Linked DNA regions of Mus musculus: region 2 is linked to region 1. A link is a contact called in public Hi-C data. All regions are on one chromosome and are shown on one strand. The core of a region is the stretch at or near the end of the contact, and the rest is flanking DNA. Distances in the headings are between cores, read along the strand shown. Region 1 has its middle 58 kb from the start of Tlr4. Region 2 has its middle 160 kb from the start of Gm23738.

Region 1 (6,694 bases), core at 1,740-4,239:
TGGTACTCCATTCAGCCACTACCAAAAAAGAATACATAAGTTCTGTCTTCAAGCTAGTATTACATGATATTAAGGCCCATTTTAACTTTTAATTATTTGACTTTTTATTCCTGATGATGATCCTATTGAATCCAACTCAGGGTTTTCAGTAGCTGATGATATTCTAAGCATCATGGATTATTCACTAATCAGTGTATAAAATATGTGTCCTGGAGTCTTATTTCTAGTGTCCTGGTGCAGCTAATAGGCAGCTATGCAAGTAGCAGAATAGAAGCTGAGTTTCAATGCATAATAAAATCTACGAGAAGAACAGAAGAGACAGAATGCAATGTTTATTGGGGATGAGGGGCCTTTTGTAAAACAAAGCTGGAATCTCGATAAACAGCATGTGTTTTAAGTAGAACTTCACGTAGATGAAATGAAAGAAGCATATTCAATGTTGAAAAGTGTGTAAGAAAAATGTGTCCAGGCTCAGAGAAAACTGAATGCATCCCAGAATTAACTCTTGGAGGCAAAGAGTAGATTTTACCTTGGATGTTCCAATAAATGGACATGGTTGGAATGAGATGGAGACTCATTAATAATAATTATGTGCATAATGAATACTTCTTATTATAAAGTTTGTGTCTGAAAGGGGGGATGGAGAGACACAGAACAGAAAATCTGAGCTCTGCTTTTCATTCTGCTGTTTTCTTGTATTTAAAGTGCCAATCTTGATAAATCTGGAGCAGTGAGTGGAGCAGATGCCTCAGGACACAAATTACTTGATGAATTAGTAAGGTCTGCTCAAAGAGAACAGTGAGCATTTCACAACCATTGCCCAGTTTCCCACCTCTAGAAACGCCTTTTCCAAGGTTCCTGAACTCCATATTCTATAATTCCTAGGATAGCTTCTGGATTTTCTGGATTACCCCCACAAAATATTGGGTGGAAGAAATAAAACCACCATTCCATGTCAAAAAGAAAACATATTCACAATACTGGCAACAAGAAAAGGAAACTCCTGGCTATGGTCTGGCATTTTGAGATACATTCTGAATAATTCTTGGTTCCAGCAACATTCTTTCCTGGCCATCAGCCATGGTAAAATCAGTCCCTTCTGGTCCATTACAAATTAAATAATCATAACTCTATTCATCAGGAAAATATACACAGAAGGGATGCATAAGCCAGTAATTAGTATGATGACTCCCAGCCTTGTGTTGACTAACTCTAAAGACTTTGTGGTGACTGTTTCACTTGAGACTCTGAACATCACTGTGGCAAGCAAAGCCTTCCAGCTTCTGCTTGACTGTACACTTCTAGTGTAATAATAATTCAAATGGCTCCATTGGGAGTAGATACATCCTAGCATATTGTAGAAGGTCTAGAGCTACTAAGGGTATAAGATATTACCAGTGGTTACTGTAATGAATGACTTACTGCACACATACAGCATGTTTCAACCATTATTGTACATAGAAAGTGGCCTTCCAGGACATGGACTTTTTCATTGTGTGCATCTGTGAAAAATGTGAAAATTATAACAGGGTTAAACTAGTCTCTGTTATAATGAACTATATAATAGGAAGTGACCAACCATAAGGGCATTCTGCTTAGGCTTTCACATCTTGCCACTGTGGCAAGATGAATTTTCAGATGCTGAGATTATAGTTTGTGAGAGACTTCTGAAGCCAGGCTAGGGGGTCTACTGCTGACAATCCATTATGCCTTGCTTACTGTTCATGCCTGATTTGAAATGTTTTCACTATATTGTCTTTTGTCCCTTCCAAATGCTACCATTTTGTTTATTTAAATATGTCTTCTCTTGGCTAATGTAACATCCTCCATTGGGAATTCTGTCTTAAAAGGTGACCCACAGCCTAGGTAACGTCACCAGCCCCTGATTTACATGTTTAAACAAATTATAGCATGTTTACCTGAGAGAAACCAAAATGTGATTCATAATTTGACTCCTGGGTATTTTCAATGCACATGTATTCTCTGACCATACTACTTTCTTAATAAAACATGCTTTGTTTACACTTCGTATCATGATGGACTTGCATACTTACTGAGTGCATATTCACGTTACGCATCTTAGTGTAAATGGGAATGATTGCAACGCTGATCTATCTTACTACTCAGGACCTCCAGAGTCACTAGCATAACAAGTCATAATAATACTAACTAGAATTCTCTGAAGAATTGAAAAGATGGAATGAGTGTATATTACAGAAATGATCTCTTTGAGTAGGTTATACTGTCTGGGCTATATGGTCTTAACAATGGCTGTTTGTGTGTCAGAGAGGCTAAGAACTCAGTAGCTACTCAGTCTATAAGCAGAATGAATCTGGTGATGTAGGGTTGGAGGATTCTTAGAGAGACGCTGTTTTTCAGCACATGTTGGGGGCTAATCAGACCTTAGATGCAATACAATATTCTCTTTATTCAACTAGGTAAAACCCAAAAGTGACTGTGTTTTACTCCAGGACACATAGTTCGGATTGGTAAAGCTATAGTTCTGATATAGATATGAAACATGGGAGACCCGGGAAGAGGTTACTCAGGCAGGAAAATCAGACTTGGTAAGGAAATAGTGAATATTTTTTTGTGCTTTTGCTGTCTTCAAAATACATTTTAAAAACTCACTGCTACTTAGAAGTACCATATGTTAGTCTAGGAGCATTATTTCCACATATTTTATAATTTCAGTAGGTGCTACAAGTGAAATAAATAAAATGAAAGGGATTTGGAAGTCAGAAAGGTTAACTGCATCTGGGTAAAGGACATGATTCTTCATCAGTATCTTTCTTAAAATAGAAGATAGAAGCATTCTACAAAAGGGTGCTATAAGGATTAAATATGTGATAAAAGCCCCTAAATATATTTGTCCTCCGTGCCATCACTAGGAACAGGGAAGATGCCATCCGTGATCTGTCAAGTCCTGTTCTCTCTTGTCAGTTTAAGCTTCAGTTTTCCTGAACGCTTAAGTGGGGTGCAGTGCCAGTTCTTCCCACATGATGGAGATGCAGGGCCACAAAAAGGGTTGAGAAGAATGTATTTATGAAGCATGCTTTAGGCGAACCAGAAAGTAAAGATTCTCCAGACCACAGGCCATAGTTACTTGAGGGGCCACAAGCAGATAACCTTAGATCAAACACAGGTGCTGTCATTCTGTAGCTCTGCTTGACTCAAAATTCTTCTCAAGGTGTAGCTGATGAAGCAATGAACATTCTAAATTATACTTACTTTAAACATGTAAGAGGATGTTTATGTTTCTGTCCTCCTGTGTCCCTGTTTTCTTTCTGTCTGGATTATGTCTATGCTTAAGAAACAGTTGCTTGAAGCTTGTTATCCAATGTGTTAGTTGGAGGGATAAATGTTTGGGTGCTGTTGTGTGCACCTGTAAGAAAAGGTGAAGAGTGGGAAGGGACACCAGTCCAATGCCCAGCCATACATGCCACCTCCTCAGTGTTCTGCTCAACTGTAAAATTTTTGAGGAGCCTTTGTGTCTGGGCAAACGAGAGATTGTATATGTATGCATTATGTGTGTAGTTATGCTAAACGTGTTATTTTATGTGCAGTAATGTGTGCATTGAGTATGTGCATGTGAGACTGGGTGTGCATAGTTGCATCTTGCCTATGATCATATGTCATTAAGCGGGCCTGGATGTCTGTATAGATTAAGCACATATAGAATTACTGTGTGCATGTGTGTTTGGATTATGCTCATGTGTGATTCTGACTCATGCTTCTGTGTGTTCTGTATGTATGAGCATGATTATACACATACACATATTTGATCATGTGTACATGAGTATTATGCACATTGGGTCAGCTCCTGTGATGCTGTATACATGTATGTGTCTCACTGTCCAGTTCCCATCCTCTTGCAAGAGATCACCTCAGTTTCTATCATAGTTCTATTGCTCCAAAACACAAACTATGTGGAACAGAAAGAGGTTAGGCTGAGAAATGATAAGTCTTCCAAGAAGAGAAAGAACGAGTGCAGGAGAATCCTTGCTTTGAGTGTGCCTGTGGTATGTGCATGAGGTGTTAAAAATACTATGGGAAGCAGTCCTAGAGGGGAGTGATGCTGATTAGATAGCCATCCTTCATCAGGAAATTTCTAAGCAAGAATCTACGTTCCATATCTGGAGAGGAAAACATAAGGTCCATGACCAGAAGATGGTGGTGCTGAAGAAGAGATGGTGTGTGTGTGTGTGTGTGTATGTGTGTGTGTGTGTGTGTGTGTGTGTGTGTGTGTGTGCATTTTTTTTTGTTTCTATGCGCATTCACGTAAGCATAAATTGTGCCCGTTTTCCATTTTATTTTACAAAGACAGAACTCAAATTTTAAGTCACAATTGATTTCCAGAAATCATTATTTCTAAACACTCCCAGTCAAATTCCCCATTCCTTTATATCTTTAGTATTTGGATGAAATTACTTTGTGTTCTTAATCTTACATGATGACAGAAAGGACTGTTCAAATGTTCCACTGGCTTAGACATTCCAGGCATGGGTTGTCTCTTTCTACTCTCTCCCCTTAGCTACCTGTGGCCTTATCCCTTCTTTCATGCCATATATTGTCCCCCAGTATAGGGAGACAAGGTAGTAATCTCTATTTGATTTTTTCTATTTCTTACTTATGATGCGACTAAGAAACATTTTCCCACATATTCATATTTGTAAAGACTATTTTCAAAGACATGCATGCTGGAGAGACTGTGTGGGTGGGATTTGAGGGAGAATGTGTTATGATTTTTTTGTTACCATAATTATTTACTAACCTTTTATTCAAGGACTGTGATGGAAGATCGACAAAACAACTCCCATCCTCTAATCAATTATTGCTGGAAGACAATAAATATCTATTCAGTGTTTCCTTTGTGTTCTCGGAGAGAAGGATATATTGATTGCCTTTAAAGTTGGGGCCTCTCCAAAGACACCAGGTAGGCAGTCACAACTGGTTTTGCTAATCCAATAATCTTTGTGAGCCTAGTTTACATGAAGACAACAGCAATAAGAATAAAAATAGTAATTTACTTTGGTACTAGCTGTTAAGCTTTATAAAACAATGACATCTATCTGCATTACAAAATTGAATTCTTGCGGCACCCCTACAAGGTAGTTATAAACTTAATGTATTTTATTGATGAAGAAACTAAAGCTGAGAATCCTGGTTTGGAATTAATATTTGGCCTTTCATTTTCTTTCAGATCAAAGGAGAGTTAAATACTTCTTTAGATATGAACACTGAATTTAAGTAAGATGGAACCAGGTCAATCAGGCACAAAGTTGATAAAGAGTTCATAGTCCCTTTGGAAAGACATCTGCTGCAAGCTCCAATTTCACTCATTCGATGAAATTCTTGGTCACATAGGCTTCTCTAAACCTTAGTTTGTCTATCCTGAAAGTAGGGATAGTGGCATGTTGACCTTGAGAATGTTAAAGGAGATGACTCATATAAAGTGTACAGTGTGTGTTCAATATTTACCCATTCTTAACATGGAAGGTAATATGCACGAGAACCATACATTCCTAGGCACCCTTTAAGCCATTAGCAGATACCAGAGGGAGAAAAATATTGTGGCTTATCCATTTCAGCACACAAAATTACCATACAATATAGCTACTTCTAACAGTAAGGGAGGAGGTGTCAGCTAAGCCAATATGATAGGGGAACCATAAGCATAAAGACTTCAGTTGAATCCTCAAAACACCCAAGAGAAATTGGGTGGTGGCGTGTAGTGGTGATCTTAGAGTTGAGGAGACAGACACATCACCAAGACTCACTGTTCATCCAGCTTGGCCTACATGGGAAGTTCCAGGTTAGTGAAACTGTGTTTCAAATCAAAGTGGGCAGTGCCTGCTGACCTATGATTCAGGCTACATTCTGCCCTCTGCACATGAGGTTGTGTTCTGCCCTCCACATATGCAATGAGCACATGTACATCATATACAGAGATACACCAGATAAATACATTTTCACACAAATATACTGTGCACTCCACATATATCACACAATACCAATAATCAACATTTCCTTGCCACTCTTACTGGCAGTCAGAATTTATGACAAGGCTTTAGTTGATTCTAGCTTCAAAGCTTACGGGTCATTGCAGGTAGTAGGTAGGCTTGGATTATGGTCCTCTGTGGAATTTGATGGCCAGGACTAGAGTACCTGCCTCTCTGGTATTCAACTGGAGGCTGATGGAGACTGCAACAGAGGGTTAATTTCCTAGTTACCTGGATTTTTTCCCCACTATGTTGCTTGAGTGTCCATATAATATGGAAACTGACTTTGTCTGAGGAGAGTCATCCATGGTCATGTGGAAGTAGCAATGTCATTATAGTTGGCTTCAGGAGTCCGATCACATTTGAACTGTTTTGATAAGGTTTTATGGGTTATTTTGGCTAGCTATATTTGATCTGGAAACTGCCTACACAGAGAAGCTGAAACATAGAAACACTGAGGGGAGGCGTTTTTATAGATTGGCACTGGGAGTTTTGTATTAGGAATTTTTCAGAACTCAGGGCATTTTCTTTACAAATTATGCCCACATCTGAAAATTTGTGCAATAGTCATGTAAGTCTTATAGAGTTTCAGTAATCAACACACCTCTGAAGTTGTACCACAGTTTTTTTTTTCTCAGTTTATCTCAGGGATGTGAACATTCTAGTTTCTCTGCTCCCTCCTAGTACAAAAC
Region 2 (6,694 bases), core at 2,486-4,985, 1.3 Mb after region 1:
TTATCTTGCACTTTAGTGCTAACATTGTATAATTTTTGGTACTCTACATTACATTACATCTTGAAAAATCAGCCTGATAGAATGATTTTTTTATGGAAGGAGTTTATTTTCAATATTTTTCTATAGCATATGAGTAGTGACTCTGAAAACTGAATCATGAAGGAAAGAGAAACTATGGGCTTGAAGGATTCTTTCAGTTTGTGTAAGATCCAGAATAGGTGGATTGATTCCTGCAGGAAATTAATACTTACAAAAGGTATTGTTTAGGAGAAAAGGAAAGAAATATTCAAGCAGCTGAGAATGGGTTCTGCTAGGTTACATGTTACTTTGGCTGGTTGCTATAGCAAAGATCAGAGACAACATTATGGACTCAGATAATATTATATGAAGGGGACAGTCTGTTCTGAACACAGAATCACAAAAACCATTGCCTGTCTCCATGTTGTTTGAGAGCTGATGCCAAGAACTTTTAGCTAGACATAATGGTACATCCTTTTATTCCAGTTCTCAGAAAGCTGATATAGTAGAATCAGAAATTCAAGGGCACCCTGGTTTACAAAGTAAGACGTATATGAAACAAAACACTCTAGAACAACAGAAAACAAACAAAGGTAGCCTGTAATTTTTCAAATTGGTATCAGCTAGGCAATGAAACTTATATTAAACACTTAGGAGAAAACTGTCATCTGAATCCCTCCACCCATATGTGTGCACATGTAGGATTGTCTGTGACCCCCTTTGCTCTTAGTTTTCACTTGGTTTTGTCATAGCACTGATGGTTACTCTTAAGCATCTATACTATGTTTGGCATTGAAGGTGTTTGATGTGCATTGCTTATCTCCTCAGTATAATTACAGCGGGATGATGTACACATTCTTATTTTACAATTCTGGGAAACAAAGATTTGGAATGGGAAATTAATCGTCTCAATTTTTAGCACAGGTAAGAGCCTAAACTGGAATTAAAATTCATATATCGAAGCTTGGGTCATTCAAAATAGTTGGAACTTCCTCTGTGGACACTTAGACAGAGAACTAGGGATATCTCTGAACTCTGTGGCTAAAATTCCTGCTAAAATTATGAATCACCTTGAATTTCTCTGTACTTGGCTAAGAGTCTTGTTCTGCTGATTAGTCAGTTACCTGACCTCTTCGTATATCTTCCTTTTGTCCCTCATATAGATTCACTAGCTCAGATGGGTATCTCAACTCTGTATGGTTCTTCTAATTGTTATTATTGAAGGTCATTCCAAAATTGAATAAATATCCCCAAATAACCTTTTCATAGTTAATAAATTTCTGCTGTGCCTTTTTAACTTTTTAAAGTTGTGGTTCTTCTACATTCTCCTTTTCCTCTAAAGGTGTATAATCTAATGATGTATAATTAAACACTTAATGCTTTAAAAAAAAGGGGGGGAAAGCTTAGAGCAAAGGATATATCAAATGATGGTAGTTAGTATCCAGTAAAAAAAAAAATCTGAAATTTTGATACTTGACTGGAAAATAGCCAGTGTTGCTTTTTCAGTCTGCCTTTTTGCAATCTTAGTACAAGAAACATTACACTGAATAACCCTTGAGCAGTAGGAACTAATTTCTCTCAAACTGCAAAGTAGAATGTTTAACATTAAGGCATAAATGATGGTGTCTGCTATATTTTCTTCTGATGTCAGCTCCATATACAAGAGGAGAAAAATAAGTTTCTTGAAATCTGTAAAGACACTGGTTGTATTCACCCAATGAAATCCCCAGTGACTTCATAATCTCCTCAAAGCGTCTCCTCATTTCAGCACCACACATGGCCCTAGAGACTGGCACTGGGTTTGAGAAGATAATACCCTTCTTTTGTGTACTCATTGTCATCTCCCTGGACCTTCTATCCATATTTGTCCACTTTAGATTAGTGGTCCTCAACCTTCAAAATGATGCATCCAAATATAGTTCCTCATGTTGTGGTGACCCAAAGCATAAGACTATTTGGTTGCTATTTGATAACTGTAATTTATCTACTGCTTACCTGCAGAATGGCTCTCTGGGATGAGGCATCTTTATTTTATAATTATGGCTCTGTTAGTTACTGTGGGCTGTACCAAGTATCAGGTAATTCGTATAACTCAGGCACTCTGGGGAAAGAAACAGTAACAAGATGGAAAATTATTTAAATATTATATGGATGCTTTCTGGAGCTTAAACAGTGATCTCTTGTGCATGTAGCAGATGCATGGACATAGGTAGAAAAAGGGGACGTATACCTAAGATACAGATTAAGGTAAAACGACTGCTAGTTTGCTGAGGAAGAAAGCAGATTTTAATTAAAATTTAAAATGATTACTAGAGAAATATTTCAATGATCTTACTTGATATTTTGAAAGAATATCCAGTGGGATTCTTGACTACTACCTCCCAGATTTAGTTATTAAAGTTTCTGAGAGTTTTCCTATATCCACTCACTTTTTGCTTTTGTTTTCTTTCTCAAGTAGAATTGGTATGACAGATACACCTAGGCTACGCTTTTGATGGCATAAAATCCTCTGCCCTCAGAGATTCCTACACTTCCCAGGAGACCCAATCAGTATAAAGCGCTTCTTTACGTTGAGTGGAAAGCAGGGCCCATATAACTTCCATCTGTTACTCAATCTCTGTCCTCTGGGACCAAATAAAAACACTAAGCTCCCTTTCTGAATGCCTGACCCTTCAATATTTGCAGAAAGTATCTCACTAGTCCACCAGAAGTTTTTTATCCTCCACTAATAGGCCTCTGATTCACACTTTTTCAACAGATGCCATATTTTGCCATGCCTCTGGGCATGTTGGTCATTTCCCTTGGGTTATATTATAAATTTTTAAATGTCTGTCCATATAGATGTATCCGTTGTGGATAGACTTTCCACAATCTTTTGATCTCTTCACTGTACCCAATTGTGACTTTCTGTGATGGTTAGCTTTTGCTATGGATATACTACAGATATAAGATAAGCTTTAGAATGTAATAAAGAATTATGCTCATCTATCAAAGTGGCAATAGTAGATTCTTTTGTCATGTCCAAGACCTCAATAGACTCAAGGGCACTTGTAAACATACATGTGCACTCAGGTGTGTGAACACACACACACACACACACACACGTATTGTTTTGACAGTAGTGGTCTGAGACCATCAAAGGTATCTGAAAAAGGTTATTCGGAAAGAGCTAGAAGAAAGAAAAGGAGTAGAAAGCTGATATAATTCAATTTTAGTTGAAATTTAATTTTAAAAATCTCTTCTCCATGTTTGCCTAGACCAATGTTCAGAGGATTATTTTCCTGTCTCTGCATACTTCCATTGTTTGTTTGGTTTTTTTCGAACATTTTCTTACCCTATTTATGTGAGAACACGTGTGTTTGTGTATGTGTGTGTGCACACGTGTATACAAATATTCTACAATGAAAGACAATAAGATCCTATAATATTTAGATCAATGATGTGAATGAAATAATCACTTCCTCCTGATGTCAAATTGAAGCAGTAGCGAAGCCACACTGTGATACTGTGTTAGACATCACACATGAGCCAAGAACACAGAAGAAAATGCTTCAACAGTTAGATAATTATGTTAAAACAAACTGGGATTTATTATTATGGTTTTCTCCTTTAGGACTGAAGTTGACATGATTGCTGCTGCCGCTTCAGTGTAAGGTAATGTAGACTGAAATGTATTTGCCAGAAGATCCACAGGGAGCAGTCATCTGGGATTGACAGAGAGAGTCACTGGGTGTCACTGTTGAGTCACACAAAAACAACAGTCTGCTTGCTCCTAAGGATTGTCTCTAAAGAACACAAGAGCCGGAAGTTGAGGGTGGCTGCTTGTCTCCTCCTGGGCTGTGTGTCTTCATTAGGGTCAGGGTAGGTCATCTTTCTCCTTGCTTCCCTGTGAGAAGTGTCTAGTCAGATGAGTGTATGTCAGTGTGGACCTCAGCTTCCTCTGCTCTTGCTTAATGAGCTGATCTGTCCTCGATCTGCCTTGTGGTACTGTGACAGGGCTCTCTGCTTTTATGCATCTGTGCAGGAAGTGATCACACCCCTGCCAGCAGTCAAGCCCAGGACTGGCTCAGCCTAACCACTCTTTTCATAGCAGATAAATCATTCTACTTCTCAGTGAGGGTTTACATTAACACTGAATCCAATGAATGTTTGGTATCAGGGGCATATTTTCATTTTGTGTTGAATAAGATTAGTGGTTTTAACAGAAATTAAAAAAAAAAACAGGTACAGTTGAACTGCAGACTAGTTTTTTTTTCTTCCTTTTTTTATTAGGTATTTAGCTCATTTACATTTCCAATGCTATACCAAAAGTCCCCCATACCCACCCACCCCCAATCCCCTACCCACCCACTCCCCCTTTTTGGTCCTGGCATTCCCCTTTACTGGGGCATATAAAGTTTGCGTGTCCAATGGGCCTCTTTTTCCAGTGATGGCCGACTAGGCCATCTTTTGATACATATGCAGCTAGAGTCAAGAGCTCCGGGGTACTGGTTAGTTCATAATGTTTTTCTGCCTATAGAGTTGCAGATCCCTTTAGCTCCTTGGCTACTTTCTCTAGCTCCTCCATTGGGAGCCCTGTGATCCATCCATTAGGTGACTGTGAGCATCCACTTCTGTGTTTGCTAGGCCCCGGCATAGTCTCACAAGAGACAGCTACATCTGGGTCCTTTCGATAAAATCTTGCTAGTGTATGCAATGGTGTCAGCGTTTGGATGCTGATTATGGGGTGGATCCCTGGATATGGAAGTCTCTACATGGTCCATCCTTTCATCTCAGCTCCAAACATTGTCTCTGTAACTCCTTCCAAGGGTGTTTTGTTCCCATTTCTAAGGAGGGGCATAGTGTCCACACTTCAGTCTTCATTTTTCTTGAGTTTCATGTGTTTAGGAAATTGTATCTTATATCTTGGGTATCCTAGGTTTTGGGCTAATATCCACTTATCAGTGAGTACATATTGTGTGAGTTCCTTTGTGAATGTGTTACCTCACTCAGGATGATGCCCTCCAGGTCCATCCATTTGGCTAGGAATTTCATAAATTCATTCTTTTTAATAGCTGAGTAGTACTACATTGTGTAGATGTACCACATTTTCTGTATCCATTCCTCAGTTGAGGGGCATCTGGGTTCTTTCCAGCTTCTGGCTATTATAAATAAGGTTGCTATGAACATAGTGGAGCATGTGTCCTTCTTACCAGTTGGGGCATCTCCTGGATATATGCCCAGGAGAGGTATTGCTGGATCCTCTGGTAGTACTATGTCCAATTTTCTGAGGAACCGCCAAACTGATTTCCAGAGTGGTTGTACAAGCCTGCAATCCCACCAACAATGGAGGAGTTCCTCTTTCTCCACATCCACGTCAGCATCTGCTGTCACCTGAATTTTTGATCTTAGCCATTCTGACTGGTGTGAGGTAGAATCTCAGGGTTGTTTTGATTTGCATTTCCCTGATGATTAAGGATGTTGAACATTTTTTTCAGGTGCTTCTCTGCCATTCAGTATTCCTCAGGTGAGAATTCTTTGTTCAGAATAGTTTTTTAAGGGACAAAGAAAACAAATGTATAAAGGAAAGAAGAATTAAGAGAGTAAGAGGTGGGAGCAAAGACATCTGTCTGAACCTGAACTTGCTAGTAACCTCAAATAATCCTCTTGGGGAATAATGGGGATTTGAAGACAAGATTGTACCCTGTAATCAAGACTCCAAATAAAAATCCTCCTGACTCATCTTGTCTGGTGCTCACAATATTTAGTTATTCCTGAGGAGTGAGTGGCCTCTGAATTTTTATCAGGTTCCTGGGTAAGTTTTTCAACATCAATGAGAGATATCTATAATACTGAAAGTTCCAGAACCTAAAATCAGAGGATCAGCATACACAAAATTGACACATATTCCTGAAGAATATTTAGCAAGAATTCCCTCAAAATGAATCAATTTAATGACTGTGTGTTTTTCAAAGACTGTGTCAACTTCTTTACTTTTACTTCCTCTACAATTCAGTACCCAGTTGTTTGAAGAGATCTTTTAAAACACAAGCATGATTATTCTTTTCTTTTCTTCAAGCACCTCAAGAACAAGTTCCCACATTCAAGATGAGTACAAATTCATTACCCTGCTACCAAATCCTGACCATTGGTCTTGCTTTATTTCAGAACATGACTGTTTTCTATCCACGTAGTACTTGTACTACCATATTTCATACTCAGGATTCCCCACCAGTCTTTACATTGAAATAATGGAGGAAGCCTGAAGAACACAGAGGTGCTGCTAGAGAATGTAATAGGAAAATTGGGTGAGAGGGTATCAGCTTAAGAGAAGGGTGGGAAGGTAAGACCGATGGAGAAGAAGGAAGGGGAGTCAAATAATAAATAATAAAGAAGTTTGAAATCTCTGAAGTGAAACATTCTATGTTTACTCAAAACCACATATAGCATACATCTGTGTATATATTTTTAAACCGGATTATCCTAAACAGCCATATATTCCTCCCTCCTAAAGCCATAGGCTATCTAACAAAGAATCCCATGGGAAACCTCCTTTGAGTTTGGTGCACAGGCCTGAGGCTACTCAAATAGTATAGACAAATATTATTTTCCTGTTTTCATAACTTGAAGGTAAGATGATATTTATGAAGATACCACACACTTTGTACAAAAGATGTGAAGGAATCAATACATAGAA

Evidence for each region. Hi-C and Micro-C count contacts between places; a contact is called where the count stands out from the background.
Region 2: a Hi-C map of cerebellum shows a contact between it and region 1, with 5 times the contacts expected there. The contact joins two enhancer-like sites. A contact is called at or near these places in 1 of 15 datasets of contacts at CTCF or cohesin (pro-B cells) and 5 of 484 Hi-C or Micro-C datasets (cerebellar granule neurons, cerebellum, cerebral cortex and 1 more).

Annotation. Positions count from the first base shown.
Region 1 is chr4:66,765,927-66,772,620 of GRCm38.p6, forward strand. No RefSeq gene overlaps it. Among named protein-coding and RNA genes, the nearest start is that of Tlr4, 58 kb to the right of the region's middle. Within about 2 kb of position 2,990, at least 26 of the 459 cell types and tissues checked have an H3K27ac peak or open chromatin away from gene starts, as enhancers often do. A contact at or near this core is called in cerebellum, where this site is marked.
Region 2 is chr4:68,019,221-68,025,914 of GRCm38.p6, forward strand. No RefSeq gene overlaps it. Among named protein-coding and RNA genes, the nearest start is that of Gm23738, 160 kb to the right of the region's middle. Within about 2 kb of position 3,736, at least 24 of the 459 cell types and tissues checked have an H3K27ac peak or open chromatin away from gene starts, as enhancers often do. A contact at or near this core is called in cerebellum, where this site is marked.